Linked DNA regions of Mus musculus: regions 2, 3 and 4 are each linked to region 1. A link is a contact called in public HiChIP or PLAC-seq and promoter capture Hi-C data. All regions are on one chromosome and are shown on one strand. The core of a region is the stretch at or near the end of the contact, and the rest is flanking DNA. Distances in the headings are between cores, read along the strand shown. Region 1 holds the start of Rasgef1b (RasGEF domain family, member 1B). Region 2 holds the start of Tmem150cos (transmembrane protein 150C, opposite strand). Region 3 has its middle 13 kb from the start of Gm42126. Region 4 has its middle 33 kb from the start of Gm38413.

Evidence for each region. Promoter capture Hi-C pulls out the DNA fragments that hold promoters and counts their contacts. HiChIP or PLAC-seq counts read pairs in DNA pulled down with a chosen protein or histone mark.
Region 2: a contact with region 1 is called in a promoter capture Hi-C map of the SN4741 cell line, with 5 times the contacts expected there. The contact joins the promoter of Tmem150cos here to the promoter of Rasgef1b in region 1. A contact is called at or near these places in 7 of 39 promoter capture datasets (the 3T3-L1 cell line, the SN4741 cell line, cranial neural crest and 4 more), 1 of 15 datasets of contacts at CTCF or cohesin (large pre-B cells), 2 of 484 Hi-C or Micro-C datasets (brown adipocytes and embryonic fibroblasts), 3 of 115 datasets of contacts at active chromatin or transcription factors (astrocytes, embryonic forebrain and embryonic limb bud) and 1 of 9 other capture datasets (adipose tissue).
Region 3: an H3K4me3 HiChIP or PLAC-seq map of embryonic forebrain shows a contact between it and region 1, with 10 times the contacts expected there. The contact joins the enhancer-like site here to the promoter of Rasgef1b in region 1. A contact is called at or near these places in 4 of 39 promoter capture datasets (the 3T3-L1 cell line, cranial neural crest, embryonic stem cells and 1 more), 10 of 115 datasets of contacts at active chromatin or transcription factors (craniofacial prominence, embryonic basal ganglia, embryonic forebrain and 7 more) and 1 of 9 other capture datasets (adipose tissue).
Region 4: an H3K4me3 HiChIP or PLAC-seq map of embryonic forebrain shows a contact between it and region 1, with 8 times the contacts expected there. The contact joins the enhancer-like site here to the promoter of Rasgef1b in region 1. A contact is called at or near these places in 8 of 39 promoter capture datasets (cranial neural crest, embryonic stem cells, frontonasal cranial neural crest and 3 more) and 9 of 115 datasets of contacts at active chromatin or transcription factors (embryonic basal ganglia, embryonic forebrain, embryonic hindbrain and 6 more).

What each region holds. Positions count from the first base shown.
Region 1 is chr5:99,250,930-99,254,501 of GRCm38.p6, forward strand. Rasgef1b (RasGEF domain family, member 1B) reads right to left here and starts at 1,998. Exons shown (of 14, transcript NM_181318.4): 1 at 1,785-1,998.
Region 2 is chr5:100,076,402-100,079,973 of GRCm38.p6, forward strand. It overlaps Tmem150cos (transmembrane protein 150C, opposite strand), which reads left to right and starts at 1,561. Exons shown (of 5, transcript NR_045993.1): 1 at 1,561-1,739. It overlaps Tmem150c (transmembrane protein 150C), which reads right to left. Exons shown (of 8, transcript NM_001382851.1): 8 at 1,471-3,572. The coding sequence ends at 3,452.
Region 3 is chr5:99,839,449-99,843,020 of GRCm38.p6, forward strand. No RefSeq gene overlaps it. Among named protein-coding and RNA genes, the nearest start is that of Gm42126, 13 kb to the right of the region's middle. Within about 2 kb of position 1,698, at least 6 of the 459 cell types and tissues checked have an H3K27ac peak or open chromatin away from gene starts, as enhancers often do.
Region 4 is chr5:99,785,669-99,789,240 of GRCm38.p6, forward strand. No RefSeq gene overlaps it. Among named protein-coding and RNA genes, the nearest start is that of Gm38413, 33 kb to the left of the region's middle. Within about 2 kb of position 1,658, at least 17 of the 459 cell types and tissues checked have an H3K27ac peak or open chromatin away from gene starts, as enhancers often do. A contact at or near this core is called in embryonic forebrain and neural tube, where this site is marked.

The DNA.
Region 1 (3,572 bases), core at 748-3,247:
AGCTGAAATAAGGAAGTCCTAGGCCAGGATCCTTAGTAGCCAGAAGGGCTGGCACCTCCAGGAAAACAAAGGCTTGCCTGACACAGGAGAGCGACTTGCTCACCAGAGGCTGATGTTATCTCACGTGCCAGCAAATCTGCCTGAAAGGGAAAAGCAGCCAGGGCTGTTGCTGAGCCCTGACTTCTGTCAAAAAATGCCCTGGGTCCTCAGTAACTCAAACATTGCTCCCTGCCCCAAACAAAACTGTCCTTAGTGCATAACACTGTTTAACTGGCTGTCATTTATTTTCTCTGCATCCTCAACAGCCAAACATTTTTTACTATTATTATTCCCTTTAAGAAATCAATTCTTCGTGCACTTTGAACCTCACATGACCGGTTCTCTCCTCCTAAATCTTCAAATCAGCTACACACTATCTTCTCTTTTTAAATCTCCTTGTTTAATCCTCTTCGCATTGGCTGACCACCCTGGTCACAACTATGTCCAATTAAAGCAGTCATCACATGCCACGCTCCAGCTACTGCACTCATGAGGAGTCATTATTCACCATCTGAGTCTGACTGCGCCAGACATCAGTCAAGAGCTCGATAACCTTATTCCTGGATTCTTCCCCGCTTTATCCTCCCAGCTCAAGACCCGTCCTCCCAGTGAGACACTGTCAGGGCTAAATATAGCTCTACGCACACCAGCAGTTCCAGGCCATTGTCACATGGCGCTGCTGACGAAGGACTCCTTGGAGACGCGTTCACCCAAACATACATACACAAGTATGCGTGCATATTTATCCATATACACCATACGCCCCGAATCCATCTGCAAACGGGCACATTTACATTCACAAGAGAAAACTGCAGCCCAGATGCTCTCCTAGCGCCCTTTACCACGCTGTGCGAGAGAACACCTCGCCGCACTGTCAGTGCCTTAGCCACAGTGCTTCGCCTGAACTGAACCAATTTGGATGGGGTAAGGTGGCAAGGAATAGTCAAATCACACGCACACTCAGAGAGAGAGACAGAGAGACAGAGACAGAGCGATAGAGCGAGAGAGCGAGAGAGAACACCTCCGTTTCCGCGTTTGCCCTTTTCTCTAGTACAGTGCTGCTGAAGTTATTCCCGGGGCTCTCCAATAAAGAGGAGCCTCCCTCACGCACTCAGCCCACGAGGCTACCAGGTACCCCGGGCCACGTTATTATCACCCAGGCTAGTGTCCGAAGGCAACTCACCTGGGTCACAAAGCAAAACAAAAAACAGGCTACTTGTTCAAGTTTGCATACGAGCCTGGGGAACACACAAGTCCTGTTTCCCTGACTGTTCCTGGGAGTCAGACCTTAAATTATAAGGAAACTGCAGCAAAAAATAAACAACAGCCTGAACACTCTCAAGCACCCTAGGAAACTAGCCAAAAAGTACATGGAAACAACCCTAGGTATGCACAAGAAGCTGAGAGGGAAAGCAAAAAGGATGAACGAGACTCCAACTCAGACAAACCCTCAATATCTAAGATCTCCAAACAGAAGGCCTGGCCGGGGCGAGGCGCAGCACAGCGTCCCCAGATCCCCGGGTCCCCGGGTCGTCAGTGCTCAGCCCCGCACCTGTTGGGAGCGCGGCAGCCCGGGGCACGGAAGCAGCAGGCGCGAGAACTCCTAGTTCTGTGGCTCTGCCAATGCTCGCCAGCCGAGGATCTCCCGCCACGCCGGGGCGCACTGGACAGCCGGCGCCGTTCCGGAGCAGCGCCGGCGCAGCCCGCTCCCGCCATCCCGCCGCGGGGTCCCCTGGAGCACCTACCCGCACACAGCTCGGAGCCTCTGCCTCCTGGCTGCCGTACCGAGGCGCCCCAAAAGGCGAGCTCAGGACCGGGAAGGGTCGAACGCCAGAAGAAAGGGAAAACCCGCCGATCCAGTCGGGGTCCTTGTTTATACTGAAACTCCAGCCCGAGCCGCGCACACCCCCTTGCTGGGGAAATGCCCGCCTCCTGCCGCAGGCCACGCCCCCGCCCGCCGCAGGCCACGCCCATCCTGCGCTGGCCAATCGTGGCGCAGCTCTCCGCCCACGCCGCCCTGCAGCGGGCGCTCGGGGACTTGCCAGGGTTCCGCGGGTAGGGACTCCCGTGACGCTGCGGCCGTACCCACCCACGCTGCAGAGGCTGGCTTGCTGGCGCAGCGGGTCTCCGCAGCCTGGGCAGGGCCCACTCCGGCGCGCGTTTCCTCCTTCGTGTCGCTGCCCGCGGCTGTTTGTGCACTCATGTGTCGCCGAGTGTGTATTCATTTGCCTTGTGTGCTCTACCTGTAAATACCGGCTCGACTCGTTGTACAGTATCTATTATCATAATTATGAGCTGAAGGTTACTGTCCGTGTAACTTTCGGAGGAGATCTGAGAGGAACCACGAAGCACTTGCTGAGTGTTGGGTATTGTAATAAACGCTGGGGGCACACTGGTGGCCGCAACCGGCTGGTCCCAGAAGCTTACTGGCTCCTGGAGGGCAAACGCTAAATAAACTGCTATTCAATCCACATGTAAAATTACAGGTGTTAGAACTTTCGCAAAGGAAAGGAAGATACTCTAGTGTGTAAGGCTGGTCCTCGGTGAAGGTTGTTTTTATCATTGTAGACAGCTACTTAATTGAATCAGCCATTGAATACCTGATAACTATTTTAGAAAAGAAAAAAATAAATATAGAGGTAAGAACTCAATACTCTCCTACGCGTGATAGAAAGGTAAGGGAAGAAGTTGAAATAAAGATACCTTACCCATGGGGGGAAATGCACAAGATTTGGAGACTTTGCAGCTGTGACCCTGAGTATGAAAAGCAGGCTTTGTAAGCTTCCGTTCATACATAAACACTGTAGGACCATCCCATAGACTGTAATTGGCCTTATTAACATGGAGCAACACGGTTCCTCCTCTAAGGTCCCTGCATCTTCTCTCTGGGATGGAAAGAGCCTCTTTTAACCTAACGTTCATGTTCCTTGGCTGGTCTTGGCTGGTCCCTGTCTCTCTCATACTTCCTGCTTCACTATCCTACGCATATTCTACAGATGCTTCTCCTTAAGCCCCGCAGTTTATTCTAAAAACCCTGAGCCTTTTGTTTATCTCTGGTGTCTGTTCTGTGAAGGAGAATGGGTCCACACAAGGAGCCGACTTCCATCCTGAGTCAATTAACAAGTAGACCATATGACACTGGGCAAAGCACACTCTTCCTGCTCACATAGCAAGAAACTAAAAGGGCTGAACTAAACCAGTATTTCTTAGTAGTGCCACCAGAAAAGCCCTTTGTAACATCTGTGAGCTCTCAAGACTGCTGAGAAGGCAACCCAGACAGCTGCCTTTTTACTTCCTGAAGTCTTTGCTGCTAAGCAAAAGATGAAATGTTCACTTTAGAATCTAAAAATGTAAAGCAGATACCACTATGATATTGACACTGTTTTACCTTATTCTGGTTGGCCTTTCAGGGTCCTTCTAGCTCCAATGTGAAAACTATTAGTTGTGGATACACCTTAGGAGCCAGCATTCCTAACCATAGCCCTGTGTCTATCACACAGACACCTGTGAAACCCTCCTCAAGGCACTGTAGG
Region 2 (3,572 bases), core at 311-2,810, 830 kb after region 1:
TCCCAAAGAAACTGTTTCTAGACACCATAGAACTGATGTCTAGAACACACATGTGAACTCAGAGCCGGTGACAGTGACACAAGGCCTGTGTAGGTTCAAACCAGACAACATCCCAGCCCTGAGGAAGGAGAGCAGACAAAAAGTCCTTCCTACTCCTAACCAGGAAGATACCCATAACTGGTATTTTCTGGGACACACAGCTTCCTCAAATGGAGTGTCATTGGGTATGTCAACAACACAACTGGGCAGATTCCATGTGCTAACACACGTACACACAAACACCCCACGTCCTTTTGTGAGATCTCTGCATACTGGCTGGTTTTGTGTCAACTTGACACAGGCTGGAGTTATCACAGAGAAAGGAACTTCAGGTGGGGAAATGCCTCCATGAGATCCAGCTGTAAAGCATTTTCTCAATTAGTGATCAAGGTGGGAGGGTCCCTTGTGGGTGGTGCCATCCCTGGGCTGGTAGTCTTGGGTTCTATAAGAAAGCAAGCCGAGCAAGCCAGAAGAAGCAAGCCAGTAAGTAACATCCCTCCATGGCCTCTGCATCAGCTCCTGCTTCCTGACCTGCTTGAGTTCCAGTCCTGACTTCCTTTGATGATGAACAGCAGCATGGAAGTGTAAGCTGAATAAACCCTTTCCTCCCCAACTTGCTTCTCGGTCATGATGTTTGTGCAGGAATAGAAACCCTGACTAAGGGGCTGGTAAGATGGCTCAGTGGGTAAGAGCACCCGACTGTTCTTCCGAAGGTCCAGAGTTCAAATCCCAGCAACCACATGGTGGCTCACAGCCATCTGTAACAAGATCTGACGCCCTCTTCTGGAGTGTCTGAAGACAGCTACAGTGTACTTACATATAATAAATAAATCTTTAAAAAAAAAAAAAAAAAAAGAAACCCTGACTAAGACACTGCGTTTTGCCTTACTGGTTTTCTTTTTAGTTTGCTTTGATTTTAGCTTCTTATGAAGAGAGAAATTGGACGTGGGGGTGGGGAAGATCAGGGAGGAGAGAAAGAATATGCTAAAACTTTATTGTACAAAAAATATTTTCTCAGACAAGATGTTTGGCTTTCGATTCCATTCCTGCCATGGAATTCCTAACACCCATAGGACAGAACAGCAGTGTTTTATTCATAATGAACATCTTCTGTTTGTACCAGACTTCATGCTACTGAGGTAACTTTAGGATGAGGCTGCTCACCAGGTGCTTAGACCTCCAGCCTACCTACTTCCGGGAGGTTGGGGGGCAGCTGGGATGGAGAGCCTGGGGTGCACTGAGGGCAAGGGAGCCAGCCCCAGGCCTGCCTTCTTCACCCATGCACCTCTTCCATTTGACTGATCCTGAACTGTATCCGTCACAATAGAATGAGCATTAAAGAACGTGTTCTGCAAGCTATCCACAGCAAGCACGGACGTGTACGTGCACACCCACGAAGAACTGTTAGTGTAAGAAACAAGGAAGTCAGGATTTAGCATAAAACCCCTTTATTCAGTGGCCAGGTCCCAGTGAGTAATGTCAGTATTGGCTGGATGCTGCTGCTGCCGCTGCTGCTGCTGCACACTCTTAAGAACGCAGAGAAGTGTGTCACCGAAAGCTCTTTACTTGGAGTGTGGAGAGTAAAATAAAACCGTTTGTTCTTTGATAAAAATCTTTAAAATAGAAAAGTGAAAAGGAGGAAAGAAGAGAAACCTCATAGCAGTTTCAAAACTAACAGACATCCCCCTGGAGTATTTACGGTAAGACGCCTTTTTTAATAAGAGAATACTCTACTCGAGGCTTTCTCACACCACTGGGGGCTTTTCACTCCCTGCCCTGCCCTGCCCTGTAGTGATGAGTCCTCCCCCTCCTTCTTCACTCTGTCTTCCACTCTGTCGTTTGTCTCTGAATCTCTTTGATGCTCCTCACCTCCACTCAGAAACGAGCAGCAAATCTGTTCATTTGGACATTTACTGTGTGCTCGTGCTCGGCGCTATGCTGGGGGGCGGAGATTTAGCATTTGAACCCTTCCTTGGGAAGCTATACTTCAGGGTGAATTTACAAAACAACGTTTTCCACATTACATTCCGGGCTGTCTGAGCCCCCTAGGAGTTTGGAGAGTTTTTTGAAACAATGTGGGAGGGGGTGCTTGTGACTTGGTTGGGGAGGGGGTGCTTGTGACTTGGTTGGGGAGGGGGTGCTTGTGCACTTGGTTGGGGGAGGGGGTGCTTGTGCACTTGGCACTCTGTTGTTGGCACAGGGATCTAGGATGGCCTTGAACTCCTGCACCTCTGGGCTCATCTCCGAACAGCTTAGCAGTATTGCAGCTCCATTTGTGCCAATGTGATTTGCGGGAGGGCGATGTTTTTAATTTGCTTCTATAACTTCCAAATTTAATTTAAAGTCCCCAGTCCTCAAACTATAAAATTTGAGCAACACACGGATGTTAAAATCTCCCCTGGGTTGGACTAGCAGCAAGAGGGCTAACCTCCTGTCTTTCCTCAGAGCCCTCATACCTTTCACCTCCATGTAGATTTCTTTTGCGATTCTTCGAGAATCTTTTTTTCTTATTATTTCTTCAGATATAAATTAAGCTTGCACGTATACCCCTTTCATACTTGAAGCCAAAACAAGGTTCTTGCCTTTGGTCCACACCTTTGCCCACGAGGCCTACATAGACCCGTGAGAGTGGCACTTCAAAAAGAAAATGCAAACTGGAACTGTGGGTGATGCACTGTGGAAGGAAAAACCAAGCCACGCCCTCTCAGCCGTACCTCGTGCCATTCGCGGCTGACTGTCCCCGGTAGCATTCACGTTTGGAGATCTTCCTCAGGCAGAGTGACTCAAGTCCAAATGCTGGTGGCCGGCTTCTTTCCCGCTCACTCTCTGTAGCATGCTTCTCTCTCTGGATCCACAAAGCCGACCGCTGAACAGTGATGATGTCAGACTGATGGGAAAGCTCTGCCCACGCCTCTCAGGCCACGGCCAGCTTTAGTGCGGGGTGCATGCAGCCAGATGCTCCTAGGTTTCCACTCAAGTTCCCCTCGTGCTCGCCTCAAACCCTTCCAACCTGAAGGCGACTTAGGGAGCTGGCTTGACTCTCACTTTACATTCGGCCGGCCTTACTTTGCAGGAGGAAGATGCCAGGTTGGAACCGGGAAAAGGATGAGAAGCGCAAGGCCTGCTGGGAGGGCGTGGGGGGCGGGGAGGTGGTCATGCACAAGCTTCTGGCTCTGTCGTGCATGTTTTCGGTGTGACAGCGTGTATTTCCATACATGAGGGCTTGTGCTTGTTCAAGAAAGAAGTAACCTGCCCTGAAAAGCTCTTCTGTCAGATATGGCCGTGAGTGTGCATCCGTGTGTGTGTGTGTGTGTGAAAAGCATCGTGAGGTGATGTGTCGAGTCCCGTGAGTGTATCCTCCTGGCCCCTCCCCTGTTGCCACACCCACCGCACCCCCAAGGACAAACTGTTGCTACACCTGATCCGTCTGATATTCAGAAGCTTCTGACAGGCTTTCTGAGAAGCTCAGGAAGTTCTCTTGGTACTCGGAGCACACAATCTCATAGCGGTAGTGCCGGAACTCCACAGCCAGG
Region 3 (3,572 bases), core at 448-2,947, 590 kb after region 1:
ATCTGCAAACAGGGTGTGGGTGGGTATGTCACAGCAGTCCATCTGTCTTCACGCTGGCAGGAGCCTTTCCTATGGGGCCTTCACAGGGGCCTGGGCACCTTTGGGAACTTGGGCTGGAGCTGAAGCCTGGGCCTTAGCTTTGGCCCCTGCCTTGGTTTGAACCTTAGGCTTCGGTGGTTGGCAGAGCCTTTGACCCTTGGCCATGTAGCTTCGAATCTGCTTCCCAAGATTGGGGTGAGAGATGAAAGCCAGACGGCTGAATTTGAGGCTGGGGCCCTTTGGCATCTTGGGTTCAATGGCCTGAGGCTTCACCAGGGCCTTTGATGGCCTCTGCGCATGCGCGCACTCACTGCCTTTGCATTGCTGGCCTGCATCTTCTTCAGGTCTTTCTTGTTGTTTGTCTTGACAATGCGCATGTTCCTCAGGAACTTGGGGTCAACCCCCTTAAGAGATCCGTATCTTTGTGACCAAGGTTTCTTGATGTTGTTTCTGTGCCATTTGCGGGACTGGTTGTGTGTGGTGTGATTCTTGGACTTGGCCATGTCTCCACGGTAACCCGCTGCTCCCGCAGCACCTGGGACCGGAAGAGAAACCCCTGACTCTTTCAAGATACTTGTAAGTAGGTTCAGAGCCGTCCTGAGTGTGTCAAGATAATCTCACGTGCCAATACCCTCAGGCAGCGGGCTCAGAGTGTGGCACAGTAGTAGAACTCTCCTGGCCGCGCTGGTTTGCTCTCCAACACAGCTCCTGGTCCAATCACACCCACACGTGGTCTTTCTACTCACAATGTAACATTTCTAGATTCTAGAAACTGGGACCTGATATGCTTGCATGACCATCCCTCAGCCTGCTGATGCCTACCTCACAATGAAGGATTCCCTTTCTTATACGTCTTCCTTGTAAACGCTCAACAGGGTAGAGTTTATTTCACAGATATACATCTTCAACTCATGCATCTTAAGTCCCTTTAATGGGGTCCCACCTTGGGCCAAGACAGCTGGCCACTCTCATCTACGTGAAGCAGCAAACAGAACAGAGACGATTGCTTTTTCTGGAGGGACACAACCCTGTGCGGGTGCTCGGTTCCAGACAGTGACCAACAGATGCAGGCTAAGTGGGGGTCCTTGGTATAGCAGAAAACAATAGAGAAAGGCTTGAGAAATTGCAAGCTGTTAGCCCTTTAGGGGCAACAAACAGATTCCAGCTTTGAGCAGGCTAACCCTGGGGGGCAGAGAGGGGGGAAGTGTAGGTAAATTCTTATCTTGGCGTACATTTCCTAAATGGTGTAAGAAAGACTCCAAGACCTAAATGTTCTTCTAGTTCTTCCAGCCGCCTTCCCTCTCCCATCCTCTGCCCCCATGCCTCTCTGTCTCTGTGCTTATTCTGCATACATATGCTACCGCCCTTACCCTCTGCCGATAGTTAACTCAAATAAGTTTATCCAAAATTATCCCAGACTCCTGCTTCTTTAACAGCTACCATTGTAAGCATCCCCCAGACTGAAATGGGGAGGGAGACTTGATTCTACACAATGTACAGCCATGAGAAATGACTGATTGAGATACAGCGCATTACGTGTGCTGCCAATGGTGACATTGTTCTAGTAAATTCATCATCCTGACACGTTCATAATGCTCCGACGCTGATGTCTGATTGTGTCCCTCGCTACGGGGTGGCAGCTTATGCTGTGTACCTCAAGGAGACATATGGCACTGAGCAGAGCAGCCTCACCTAAGCCTCTGCTCTGCCACATGCTGTTGCTTAGTCCTCCTATAAAGAAAAGGATGCGCACAAGGACATGGGCAAAGGAAGCTGGCGCCTGCCTGAAAGGGAAGCTAAATGGATCCTCTCCTCTGGCATTTCCGGGGACGCACTGGCAGGCCGTGCTATCAACATCAGCAGTGTCTAGACTGATGTATGGGCTGGTCATGGAAGATTCTATTTGAAGCCAGGGACCTTTTCCTGAATGATGCAATTACTTGTAGATCTGAATGACTCTCAGCCCTAAACACTCAAGAGTCAATAGCCCAAGGTGAGCCAGAGTCAAGTGTCAAGAGAAATCCATATACTCTCTTCCTTTCTCTCACCGGTTTGCAGCCACACGTGTGTGCTGTGCCTGTACGCACAGGATGCGCACACACAGAGAATGTTAAGGGATGACCGCAAAATCCCAAATGCCAAACCCACCCCTCTGCTTAAGGTTTCCTGCTGGGCTCTCTTGTCCCTCATTCCCTGCACAGATCCTGGTGTGCTAGGTTTGAAAGCATTAGTGACAACCTCAGAGTCACCAACGATGTGTAGGTGTCACATCAAGGAAAGAAACAAAGCACTTCGGTTATAGTCATCTAACCAAAAGTGAGTCCAGAACTGCAATCTCTACTTCACATCCCCTGAGTCTTCTGTCCTCTTATCTGTAAGTCTGATCTGTGCCTGCCTGAAGGCTGCCTAGTGAATCCTTTCTTGTGTCTGTGTCTGTTTGTTGTGAGACTTTGTGTGAGTCCCTCACAAAGGATGTTGCTCTGTATTTATTGAACAGCACAGGAAGCATTAGATGGTGAAGGGACATGGGACACTTTACAGAAGCCTTGAACAGAGTTTTACAAGAGATTAAGTCACAGACTCTGACACAGATAACAAACGGCAAACAAAGAACTTACTGCAGCATTTGTCAAGCAATACTCACATGCTGTGTCCAACATTCCTTCTGGATAGGCACTTTATAAGACACTTTCAGCATCTGTTTTTGCTATGGAAAGTGAATAATTTCCAACCCCTCTCCCTACCCCTACCCCTACCCCTACCCCTCTCCAGCTCTCTCCCTCTCTCTCTCCCTCTTCCTCTCCCTCTCCCTCACTCCCTCCCCCTCTCCAGCTCTCCCCCTCTCTCCCCCTCCCTCTCCCTCTCCCTCTCTCCCTCCCCCTCTCCAGCTCTCTCCCTCTCCCTCCCTCCACCTCCCCCCTCTCTCTCTCCCTCTTCCTCTCCCTCTTCCCTCTCCCCTCTCCCCCTCCCCCTCTCCCCCTCCCCCCCTCTCTCTCTCACACACACACACACACACTCTACTGTGGGACGAAGGCATGCAAGAGGCCTAAGATGGCAGCTGTGCATTAGCTTAGGTTGATTACCTGGGAAATCCAGGGCAAGTACTGGTGAGTGTTACCTTGTTCTCTCTCTCTCTCTCTCTCTCTCTCTCTATATATATATATATATATATATATATATATATATATATATATTAGATGTTTTCTTCATTTACATTTCAGATGCTATCCCCTTTCCTAGTTTCCTCTCCTCTTAAAGGTAAGGTAAAGAAGCAGACTGGGCACACAGTAGGACAGCAGTCTTAAGGCTAAAGTGACTTTAAAGCATTATTAACTGTATGGTTCAGCAAATGTTCCAGTCTCTCAGAATGTAAGAGATGTTTTTATGATAACATATCACTAGGCCTCTGACTATGGGGGGCGGGGCACAGATGACCAGACCTTAATCCTGTGGGAACACTGGGACACAGCCAAAAACACTCATCTCCATAGAATCCTACCAGATGGTCCTGGGTAGGTATGTAGGTAAGGGAC
Region 4 (3,572 bases), core at 408-2,907, 530 kb after region 1:
ATTTGGGAGGCAGAAGCAGGTGGATTTCTGAGTTCGAGGACAGCCTGGTCTACAGAGTGAGTTCTAAGACAGCCAGAGCCACACAGAAAAATCCTGTCTTGAAAGAAAGCCAGAAACAAAAGCAAAAACAAAACAACATGGTAAATTCTAGATTGTATCTATTAGACCACAATTTTAAAGTGATTTCTACACAGAGGAAGAAATGTCAGCTGATGGTGGCTACGTTTCGCCTCATTTCTCCTGGAATCTGTGGAGGGGAGTCAGTATGACATTCAGCCTCCAGAGAACATGTACAAACCAGCAGGAAGCCAGAGGGGCCGATGCCAGCTGGAGGCAGGCAGTAAGCCTGGTGATGAAGATCTTAGCTGATGGGGTTAGACAGTCGGGGCGATCCCAGCTCCACCATCCATCGACGTAGCCCTGAGCAAGTTAGTCAGCTAGAACAGCATCCTAATTGTAGGATGAGGGGATGGAAGCCATTCCACACCACGTGGCTGTAGGAATTAAGCAAAGGCCATGCACGAAGTGCAGAACCCTGTGTGATGTGGTGTTGCTATGCTGTGAATGAGGGAAATGTTTGAGGGACACTGATTTTATTTTATTGCATTGCATTGCATTGCATTGCATTGCATTGCATTGCATTGCATTGCATTTTTAAAAGCCTTTGAGAGGATTTATAAGATATGAGCAACAGTAATTATACCTTTGGGAAATAATAACAGTGATGGAAAGGCAAATTTTAATCTTATTTCACAAATTTTTGACCATACACTACCTGTTAATATTCCTAACCACTACATCAGAAGACAGTCTACAGCGTGCACACCATTCTGTGTAGAACAATCATCAGCGATGATACTTGTCGCTACAGCTGCCACCCTCACCTCTGACTTTGCCAGTCAGCACTCTATAAAAAGTCAAGGCCCTGAGAGAAAAATAGAATCTTACCCAAGTCTTTAAGATCTCAGACTACCCATGGCTGTTCCAGGATCCCCAAAGCATTGCCCAGTTCTAGAGTTCTATAATACTTAATAGAGAATGCCTACAGTATGGTTCCACTACTCTCGAAGCTGATGGTTAAGGAAGATGATACTAATGAGCCATTTAAACAAGAATTCTGACTCAGAGAACATAAATATGGGGCAAGACGAAAGACTAAGGGACTAGGGGAAGGCAAAATGGGAACTTCCGAACTATAAGCATAAGCAAGCCCCTCCCTGCCCTTTCCCTTTGTTCCCACAAAGGATATCCAGGGTCCCTCCCCTCAAACTGTTATATGTGGCCAAACAGGGACTATCAGTTCAAACGGCAAACGACCTGGACCCAAGTGGGCTAATAATAAACTGCCTCTGCCCAGCATGCCAAACCACATGCTCTGGGATCTGCGAGCCCACAGTCACACCGAGGCAGTGCTCTCCTGCTTCTCCAGCCCTGGGATCACAACACCACAGAAAATGCAGGTTCCGATGGGCACCCACGACAACTCCCCAGGGCTCGAGGAGGCAGCTCTGGACAATTCGTCCAAGCTCTCTCGAGAACATATCTGTCGTATTTAAGGCACTCTGTCCGTGTCTTTGATTTTCACATATTGCTGGCCTCCATCATCTGGTCTGAGTGTCGCTGCCAGCACAGAAAGGCGCAGAAGTTACTGAACGGTGTCCCAGACGGCACTGCTGGGCAGCTGCTCTCCACATATTCTCGTGTACTACACAGACGGCCTCGTTGGGCAGTAACTTATTTAAGCAAATCTGCATTTTTACATCCTTCCCTGTACAAAAACAATTGGTTCCGCTCGGGTGCACAGGAGTATAGAGAAAAGAAGAAACACATTGTGTTGTTAATACTGGAGCCTACAGATCATTGAGGAGAGATCAATAGGGGCTCTGTTGGCTGCAAAGGTGGTCCCTCACAGCCAAGTTGATGTACGTGATGTTTTTCAGCCCATTCACCATGCTAATCTACTGCTAATTCTCGAAGATTTATTTAATTATGAAGGATCAAGCTTTTCAGAAATAATTAATTATAAAAGCTACTTAATATTCCGAGGTGTCATGCAAGCAGATAGCTGGCATTCTCTGTTTGTGGTTTAATTAGACAAGATGATGCAAAAAAAAAAAAAAAAAAAAAAAAAAAAAAAAACCTGTCACTCATAGCTGGTGGCTTCAGAGAGGAAAGCCCTGGGAAGCCCCACCAGTTGGCCATCTGTACCAGATACAAAAGCAAGGCCCTTCCAGGAAGCACCTGATACTGGTAGTCTCATCCATTGGCAATTCTGTTCAGTGACACACGGCTGGAGACAAGATAAGAGTAAACTGTAGTCTCAGAGTTGATGCTTCATGGTCTCAGAAGGTTAGGGAAAACAGCCACTTGGTGCCTCAGTTTCTCCACCAGAAAAGCATAAGTTGTAAATGTCAATCCATCCGTCTGCTTCCTGCAACAGCAGCTGTTGGATATTTTCTTTACAAGTGGCCAGAAATATGCCAAGAAACAAACTTGGCCCCTCCCTGTTACACTCTGAAACAATAAGCTGGCAAGACAACACATGTCTGTTTTATAGAAAGTGTTGGTTCCTGGTACTTCAGAGCTAGCTAATATGGCTGTGGCTTCTCCTAACCACTCCCTGCCTTTGCATTAAAGATTCATCCCTTGACACCCACTGTCTGTATTACCACCATTTCTGCAGTGTCTTTAGACATTGGCAGTCCTGGCCACTTCTCTAATCCCCCGGATCTGCTTTCACAGTTATTGAAGTCCCTGTCTTTGTCATTGCTATTCTATTCCCAAGGGGAAGAAGAAGCTGAACGATACAGTGCTTGGGCGGGACCTGATCAGTGTCCCAAATTAACTGGCAGAATTGGGATTAAAATTCTCACCCCATTGATTCCAAGTCCCTTAAGATTACCTTTCCTGGCCTGCCTCTGGAGAACAAAGCAGGCGTTCATCTCTCCCCACACGCAGAACAACCAGGGTCTGTGCTGTGTAGCAGTCACCGTAAGACACGAGAGCAAGAGAAACTCCCTGGTCAAATGCAGACAGTTTGCACATAGGCTCCTAGAACAGAAAGACCATGACGTCAGCAGGCAATGGATGGAATCTCCTACGTCACCACATTTAGGCAAGTCTTGCCTCCTCATCTGGAATGGTAAATATATTATTCTACTGCATTTCTAAGTTGAAAAGTTGAGGATGTTCTGCAAAAAAAAATATATATATATATATATATATATATATATATTGATGAAATTTAAATTAAAAGCAGATTTGAATGGCTATCTGATGTTTTCTGAAAGTTAAAGTTTACCTTGAAGCTTAGGAATTATTTAGCCTCTGTGCAAACATTGAAGCTGATTGCATATAACACCTAAACCACAAACCTTTTCTTTTTAAAATTAAATTACATTTACTTATTTAGTCTGTATGTGTGTGCACACATGTGGGTACATGTGAGTGTGTGTGCATGTATATGTGTATGTGTGTGCATGTGTGCTTGCACACAAGAGTCAAACTCAGGTTGTCAAGCTTAATAGAAAGTGCCTTTACCCGCTGAACCTCTTAGGCCTTTCCTTGATGGT